2 separate regions of the Sus scrofa genome follow, and region 1 is linked to region 2. Evidence: chromatin contacts called from public HiChIP or PLAC-seq data. All regions are on one chromosome and are shown on one strand. The core of a region is the stretch at or near the end of the contact, and the rest is flanking DNA. Distances in the headings are between cores, read along the strand shown.

The links. HiChIP or PLAC-seq counts read pairs in DNA pulled down with a chosen protein or histone mark.
Region 1: an H3K27ac HiChIP or PLAC-seq map of alveolar macrophages shows a contact between it and region 2. The contact joins the promoter of LARP4 here to the promoter of LOC110260660 in region 2. A contact is called at or near these places in 1 of 47 Hi-C or Micro-C datasets (liver) and 1 of 2 datasets of contacts at active chromatin or transcription factors (alveolar macrophages).

What each region holds. Positions count from the first base shown.
Region 1 is chr5:16,175,040-16,179,221 of Sscrofa11.1, forward strand. LARP4 (la-related protein 4) reads left to right here and starts at 2,210. Exons shown (of 16, transcript XM_021091648.1): 1 at 2,210-2,404. LIMA1 (LIM domain and actin binding 1) reads right to left here and starts at 2,003. Exons shown (of 11, transcript NM_001114676.1): 1 at 1,927-2,003.
Region 2 is chr5:16,015,093-16,019,172 of Sscrofa11.1, forward strand. It overlaps LOC110260660 (cytochrome c oxidase assembly protein COX14), which reads left to right and starts at 1,327. Exons shown (of 2, transcript XM_021091641.1): 1 at 1,327-1,462. It also overlaps a transcript of GPD1 not described here.

The DNA.
Region 1 (4,182 bases), core at 960-3,459, 160 kb after region 2:
TGTTGCCAATACACTATTCTCTTCCCCAGAGGTTCTAGAGTTCAGGGACTACATGATAACAACACTTCCAGGCCCAATACAGAACTGAGAAAATAGCTCTGCCAATTTATTTGCTAAACTGCACAGGATTAATAAATCCTAATCCCATTATCAAAAGGCCATAGTATTGGCAGAACACAAGGCAAAGAATGTTAAGTGATGCAAATACATGGTCTGAAGACAATCACTCACTACTGCTCAAAGGTTTTTGCTGTTGTTGATTTTATTTTGTTTTTAAGGAAAAGAAGAGGGATTTTTTTTTTTTAAAACTGTGTTCTCTGCTCCTACAGCACTCTGGGTTGATGTCTAGCACAGCACTGACATCATTAATACTCTAAGTGTATCTATTGACCTCCCTAACCCATTTGACTTTAAGCTCTTTCATAGTAAGAACATTTAGAACATTGAATCCACAAGACTGACATTACAAGAGGCACTGAATATTTTCTCCAAAAAATGAAATAAGTCCCCCCCCCCCGCCACCTTTTTCGGTCTTTTTAGGGCAGCACCCAGGGCATATGGAGGTTCCCAGGCTAGGGATCCAATCGGAGCTGTAGCTACTGCAACCTACACCACAGCTCACGGCAAGGCTGGATCCTTAATCCACTGAGCGAGTCCAGGGATCAAACCTGCATCCTCATGGATGCTAGTCAGATTCGTTTCCGCTGAGCCACGATGGGAACTCCTGAAATAAGTTCTTAAAGTGATTATCTAGCACCATGCTATGTGTTGTTCTGCCAATGGAAAACAAGAAATATATATATGCATACACATATTTTTGAAGGTCTACCTAAAATATGTCATCCTTCATCTAGGTTGAACCTCCACAGGAACTGAGGAAATGCTTGTTGAGGGTCATTTTCCTTTTGTCTACATCAGGGCTCAGAAGAAAGCATTATTTCATGGATCCTAAAATACTTATTATTTGTGAATAGTATTAGTAACTATGCAGAAGAAAAGTATTCCATTTAGCCACTTAAATCAAGAGCAAAAGAAAGAATGCCTAACGCAAAAAAAAAAAAAAAAAAGACTCCTCCCCTTACAAAAGGTCACTGTCTAAAAGACTGATAACTCCCTAAGCACTTTTAACTAACTTGAAAAGTCAAGTCAATAGAACCATCTGGATTATGCAGACTTTCAAAAGCTGGAATTAGGTGAAAGACAATAGTACTTCAAATATCTCTCACCAGGGTCCTAAGCACCAGTAAGGAGGTAAGGAAGTGTGCCAGATGGTTAGCCCCTAGCACCTACAACTTTAGGCTTAGTAGGTGTAGCCAGAGGTGTACAATTACCTTATATTAACACCCACGTATTGACAGGTGCCAGAGATATATACATGATAGCGATTCTGGGGTGACATATCCAGCTGCAAGACTGCTATACTCTCAACATACCTCAAAAAGGTGTAAGTTTCTTACAGAGTCCAACTGGCAGAATGGAAGGGGAGAAAAATCGAAGAGGGAGAGAATGGCTGAAAATGAAGAATAGAAAAGAAAGGCTGAATTATTAGAATATTTCCCTGAGAGACTGTTTTGTATTATTGATGAGCTGCCACCTTCCTCTACCACACCAAAAAAGTATATAGTTAGAAGTGTTCCTGATGGAAGCGGGGCGGGGCGGGGCGGGGTGGGGGTGGGGGGGTCCTATGAGCTCCTGTCTTCAAGCAGCAAAGCCTCAGATCTACTTAATTACTCCCAACCCCTCAGCGTACTACCCTGAAGAGAGGAAAGGACCAGCAGCTCCTCCACTCTCTTTCTTGAGGGGGAGGGGTTCACGCTCCTTGTGTTCCCCCCACCCCAGAAGTCGCGGGAGAAAGAGGGTGTGGAGGGAACCCGGGTCTCTGCGCACTCTCCGGCTGTGGAGGATGTGGCGAGGGAAGACTCTTACCTGGCTAAAAGCGGTCTTTTCTCCGAGCTGCTACCAGCCCTGCCACGGGTCCCTGGCGCTCTGCCTCGCGCACCTGTCGCGACCTAGCCGCAGCACCTACAGCTCCCTGCGGCCCCGCCCCGGTCCGGCTCAGAGCCCCGCCCCGACCCCGCCCACCGCCGCGGGGGCGCGCCCGTCAGCCCGCCTCCCTGCGGCCTAGGGGCGAGCGTGCGCGCTCCGCCGGCTGCGTGTCTTGCCTTCGCGGCTGCTCGCGTCGCCCCGCGCGCCGGCGTTCTGAGGGGCGTGGCTGCTTTTCCGGGGCTCGCGCTGGAATTTCTCTGAGGCATCCGCGCTGTTTTATGGCCTAGGGCTCTGGGCCTTTGTACTTTGGCTTGAGCAGTGACTCAGAGTTACCGCAGTTTGACTCAAGAGCGGCTAGGAAGTTTTTCCTAGGTTCAAGTATAGGCCAGTCCCCAGCCAGGTTCCTGGTGCTTTCGGGGTAAGTTCTGTGCAGGGAGGGTGTTTTAGAGGAGGCCTTTTGGTGTGGTGTAAAGAACTATAAATTAATCCTAACTCGACCCGCTTGACGTTCAAGTCGCTTCGCCTCCCTAGAGCTGAGTTTCTTCATGTAAAGGAAGGGATTGGACAAGGGCAGATCTGCAAGTTCTCCAGCATCTCTAACCTTATTTCTTCACTAAGAGCAGTGCTCAAAGGCTTTAGAGTCAAGAGGCCTAGCACTTGGCCATCCTGCCCCCAAATTTCCCCCTGGTACGTGCAGTTGCATCAGTGCCCTTTGATAGTGTCTTTTCCTTCTGCACCTCAAGTGTGGTATGGTTTTAAACCACAAGTTTTCTGAAGCTTTTCGAATTCATGTAGGTTGATAAGTACTATAAGGGGATGGTGGTGGTAAATGGCTGTATTTACACTTCCTAAAGCAATTAGGGAAGGGGTTTTTTTCTTAGGGCCACACACGGAATATGGAGGTTCTGAGGCTAGGTGTCACATCGAGCTGCAGCTGTGGGCCTAGCCACAGCCACAACAACTTGGGATACAAGCCGCATCTGCGACCTACAACACAGCCCACGGCAATGCTAGATCTTTAACCCAGAGAGCGAGGCCAGTGATCTAACCTGCATCCTCATGGATACTAGTCAGATTCCTTTCCACTGAGCTACAATGGGAACTCCTTAAGAAAGATTTCTAATAAGAAATTTCCAGCGACAGATGATGGGTAGTCCAGTTGTTTCCTTATTCTTTCAGATATCCAGCCCAGACTGATTCCGGATAGGAATCAAGCATCAAGACTCTTCAATTCCCATGCTGCCTGCCAGTTTTGTTAGAGAGCCCTAGCAAATATATACGGTGGTATGTGGAGTTCCTTTAATATATACCTCCCCTTTTTAAAAATCAAGTCAATAAAGGCCTTTATTCTCCACAAAGAATTTTAGACCTAGATTTAGATCTTTACTCAGCCACTTACTAGCTAAGCAAACTACTGTTTGCTCTTCCGGAGCCTCCCTTAGCGCCCTTTGAAAATAAGAGCTAGTAGTACACCATAGTTGGTTTACAAGTTTGTGAGGTGGATTGCTACATTTAGGAGGATTCTATGAGCCAGTTATTGAGCATAAACACTATTAAAAATTGCATAGGAGTACCTGTCATGACTCAGCACATTAAGAGCCTGACTAGTGTCCATGAAGATGCGGGTTCAATCTCTGGCCTCACTCAGTGGGTTAAAGGTCCGGGCTTACCATGAGCTCGTGTAGGTCGCAGATGCAGCTCAGATCTGGAGTTGCTGTGGCTGCAGCTGGCCTGGCAGCTGCAGCTCCAATTCGACATCTAGCCTGGGAACTTCCATATGCAGCAGGTGCAGCCCTAAAAGGCAAAAAAAAAAAAAAAAAAGGAAAGAAAGAAAACAATTACATATTTTAAAGGAGTTCCTATGTGACTCTGCAGGTTAAAGATCCAGCATTGTCGCTGCACCGGTTCAGATTGCTGGCTGTGGCACAGGTTTAATCCCTGGCCCAGGAACTTTCGTATGCAGTGAGCATGCCCCCTCCCCTAATTATATAAATTAGGAGTTCCATGGTGGCCTAGCAGTTGAGAATCCAGCATTGTCACTGCTGTGGCTCAGGTCACTGCTGTGGCTCAGGTCACTGCTGTGACTCAGGTTCAATCCCTGGCCCAGAAACTTTTGTATGCTGTGGATGCAGCCAAAAAAAAAATTACATAAATTGTATAAGTTAGCAAATATGTTAAAAGCAGGTAATAAATACT
Region 2 (4,080 bases), core at 77-2,576:
AGGGGGGAAAAAATGGGAAGGGGAGGAGGGAGTGGGGTGTGCTTGGCACTGACCTTGCTCCAGGATGGAATGGCAGCAGGGGAATGTCACAGGTCAGCAGCCTGGGCCCCTGGCTATGAATAGCGACCAAAGGCGCCTGGCCATCCAGCAAAGGGTCTCAGCTGCCTGGGTGGCGGCACCTGGCACACTGTGACTGGCCAGCATTATGTTAACCCTTCCTAAGTCCCCGAGAAACCGGGCAGGGAGGCTCCTCTCAGCCCCTAGCCCTTGAGAAGTCAGTCTTAGCAGTGAAGGGCAGAGCTGCCTGGGGGGGCACAGTCACTCCAGAGGTGGCTGGGATCTAGAGCTGCCTCCCCAGGAAGTCAAAGTCAAGACGGAAAGACAGCTCCCTTCCCTAGGCTGCAGCTGCGACCCTCTTAGATAGTCAAAAACCTCTGCCTACTTTTGCTTGCTTACTCCTCAGTTAACAGAATCTCAGGCCTTCGCATCAGGCCCACTTGTCTACCCAATAAAGTGTTTTTTCCAGAAACAAGTTGGAGAAGGGCGCTTGAGTGCATGCGTGCAGCGTCAGTGCAGATCACTGCATGTATGTTTTCACTCATAGGGTAAGAAAAATGAAAATGGAAAGAAAGCCATCTTCCATCTCCCCAGCCACTCCCGGCCCCTAGCAGGGGTCCCCCCATTCCCCTAAACGGCACTCCCTCCCATCCTCTTCCTGGCACTTCTCTGGGGCTTATCAAGCCGCCTGCAAGCGAGGAGGTCACAAACGGGTGAAACGTTATGGAGATTCGACCCTCGTGCCCACTTCGTGGCCATGGCCAAAGCTGCCGTAAAGCTTGCGGTTCGGGTCGGACTCCTACCTGGGCTCTGCTGAAGCCTGGCCGCGGAGAAAAGAGCAACTCCAGGCTCCAGGGGGCGCGCAGCCCTCCAGGGGGCTGGCACCGAGAGAACCTACCTAGCTACCGGAGACGTCACCGCGCCGTAGGCTGGGGATTGGCTGGCTGGCTCTCTCTGAGACGGAGTTTTAGATCGTCTTTTCTGTCATGACTAAGTAGTATTCTAAAAGTTCCAGTTCCAGAGCTTGGATCTCCAAAGACCCTTTCTCAGTGGAGAATGACTACAACCCCCAGAAATCAACTGGCCTGAGAGGAAGGCTCGTCTGAGGATGCGTAGTAAGGACGGCTGACCCGGAAACCGGAAGTTCAGAGGAGGCAGCCAGCCGGAGTTGCGGCCTGCGCGGGCTACCGCCTCGGTAGGCGGAGTTATGCTGAGTCTGAAGCTTAGAGGGTAAGCGGGTCGCGTGGGAGGGAGAAAGGCGGCGCTCTGCACCAATAGCACCTCAGCGTTCAGAGTGGTTTCTGGGCCGTTACCCTCGCTCGTCTGGTCGTGGGCGCAGCTTCCGGCTGCGTTGGGAGGTCGTGCGGCTGGAGGACTCGAACCCAGAGGGAGCGGCAGCATTCAGGTACGCCGTCCGCCAGGCCCTAGTGGGGGCTTCCTATCTGCCTGGGCGCGCCTGCTCGGGCCGGCCTTTGCTTACCGCATCCTCACGCCCAGTCTTCGGGCTTCCGTACTCTGCGCGGCGGACCGCGCCGCTGGCAGCCCGGCAAGCTCCTTGGGGCCGTAGGTTCCTGTCAGACCCTGACTCCCACCGTGCGTCTTGGCCCTCTGCGCTCCGACTCCGACTCCAGTAGCTCTGACCCCTTCTCGTCTCGCAGAGCGCTGCGCCCTGAAATGCAGCTTTTCCAGGCACTCTTCGTGCGTATTGATAATCTGGCTCCACTCCTTTGCGGCTTTCTATGCCTGGGATGCTCTCCCTGTCCCTCCTCTACTGGTGTAAATCTTGCCCCTCCCCAAATGACAGCTGCCCCCACCCCCCACCTTTCTGCTAACTTATCTTGAGCCCACACCTTGTCTCTGAACTCTCAACGTGCCTCTTTTCTGGTCGCCGCCGTCTTGTACTTTGTCTAACAGGGTTTGAGATGCAGAGTTTATCCCCATCAGATCATAATCTACTTTGAGACAGAAGCCGCGTTCTCTGCGGCTTTCATAGCACGAATAAAAGGTAGACAGCTAAGTGAGTAAATCTAAGCGGAGGTGGCTGGACCCATTTGAGGAAATGAGTTTTCCGGAGGAGAAGCTTGAACCTTGAGGGCACAACATGTTTAGGCGGCAGGAAAGGAGAGAAAAGCCATATAACCTTTGCACGTTGTATTTCCACAGTGGCTCTCATTTTCTTTTCCCTGTTTTTCTGAGACCTTCCCTTTAACCCCATAAGAGACCCAGCCTTGAGCTTTATTAGGGAAACGGATGTCCTTCAGGTGAGAATGTTCTCCAGCTGACCTCAAGTTTTCTTCATTTCCAAAGGTAATCCTTGTATCTCCTTATCAGTAAGCAAGACAACTAGGATTTACTTGACTTTATTACCTTCTCAAGCTGCTGCCCTATCATTCGCATTCCCTTAACCAGGAAATCACAAGAATACTGACTCAAATCTTTGGGTGTTCCTGTCGTGGCACAGTGGAAACAAATCCGACTAGGAACCTTGAGGTTGCAGGTTCGATCCCTGGCCTTGCTCAGTGGGTTAAGGATCTGGCTTTGCCAAGAACTGTGGTGTAGGTCGCAGATGCAGTTGCAGCTGGGATCCCTCGTTGCTGTGGCTGTGGCACAGGCCGGCAGCTACAGCTCCAACTCACCCCTTAGGCTGGGAACCTCCATATGCCACAGGTGTGGCCCTGAAAGGAAAAAGAAGAAAAAAAATAGAAGTTCAAGGACAGCCATGCTTCCCACAGGGGCTTCATGGCTCATTGCTATTAAAAGAAAAAAAAGGAAATCTTTGGGGTGAGAGAAGGGGTTTTGATCCTTCGAATAATCTGTTTCTCTCTGTCCTAGAAAATTGCGTAGACACATAAACCTTGGGGAATGGGGTTCGTGGGCCTGCTGGGGCCCTGGCTAAGAATCTATTCTTTCTACTTAATACCTGTTCCAGTTTGGTGCATTAAATTGACTTCTGGCCTAGGTTTACCTGTGACCTAGTCACCTATTTCTATCCAGTGATTCTATCAGATTAATTTTTATGGCCACTTAACTCTGCAGTAGTATTTCTTAGTTTTCATTCTGGTCCAGTAAGTACACCCAAAAGATACAGCAGTGATTTTCAACCGCTGTTGTAGTTAAATGAAAAAGCACCCCAGATGTTTCTGGAATTTCCTACCTGTATTCCTAATTTTTTTTTTTTTTGTAAGCTTTTTAGGGCTGCACCTGTAGCATATGGAAGTTCCCAGGCTAAGGGTCGAATCTGGAGCTACAGCTGCTGGCCTACGCCACAGCCACAGCCACTCGAGATCCTTAACCCACTGAAGGAGGTCAGGGACGGAACCTGCAACCTTATGGTTGGTTCCTAGTCAGATTCGTTTCTGCTGCGCCAGGACAGGAACTCCCTCCCTAATTGTTTTCCTTTTTCAAACTGGCGTTCCCTTGGCTTCTCTGGTTTTATCCTCTGTTTTGATGTCACTTGTTATTTCCATCTGCATCTGTGGCCTAGCCTTGCTCCCAAGAGCTGTTCCACATTTGCATATCCATCTGCCTGATGAACATCATCACATGAATATTGTATTGAGCACCTTTTTTGGCCACCCCATGCCATATGGAACTCTGGGCCAAGGATGAGATCAGATCAGATCCGAACTACAGTTACTGCCCACGCTGCAGCTGTGGCAGTGCTGGATTCTATAACTCACTGTGCCTGGGTGGGGATCAAACCTGTGTCCTGGTGCTGCAGAGATGCTGCCAATCCCCTTGCACCACAGCAGGAACTCCTTTATTGAGCATCTTAATTTTTTTTCTTTTTTGGCCACCCTGCGGCATATGGAATTCCCAGGCCAGGGATCAGATCTGAGCGGCAGTCGCCACCTAAGCCACAGGTGCGGCAACACCGAATCCCAGTGTGCTGGGCCGGGGATCGCACCTGTGTCTCAGTGCTCCCAAGACTGAGGATCCTGTTGCTCGTCAGTGGGAACTCCTTGAGCATCTGGATTTTAACATGTCTAGTTCATGATCTTCTTGACTGACACCGCCACTGTC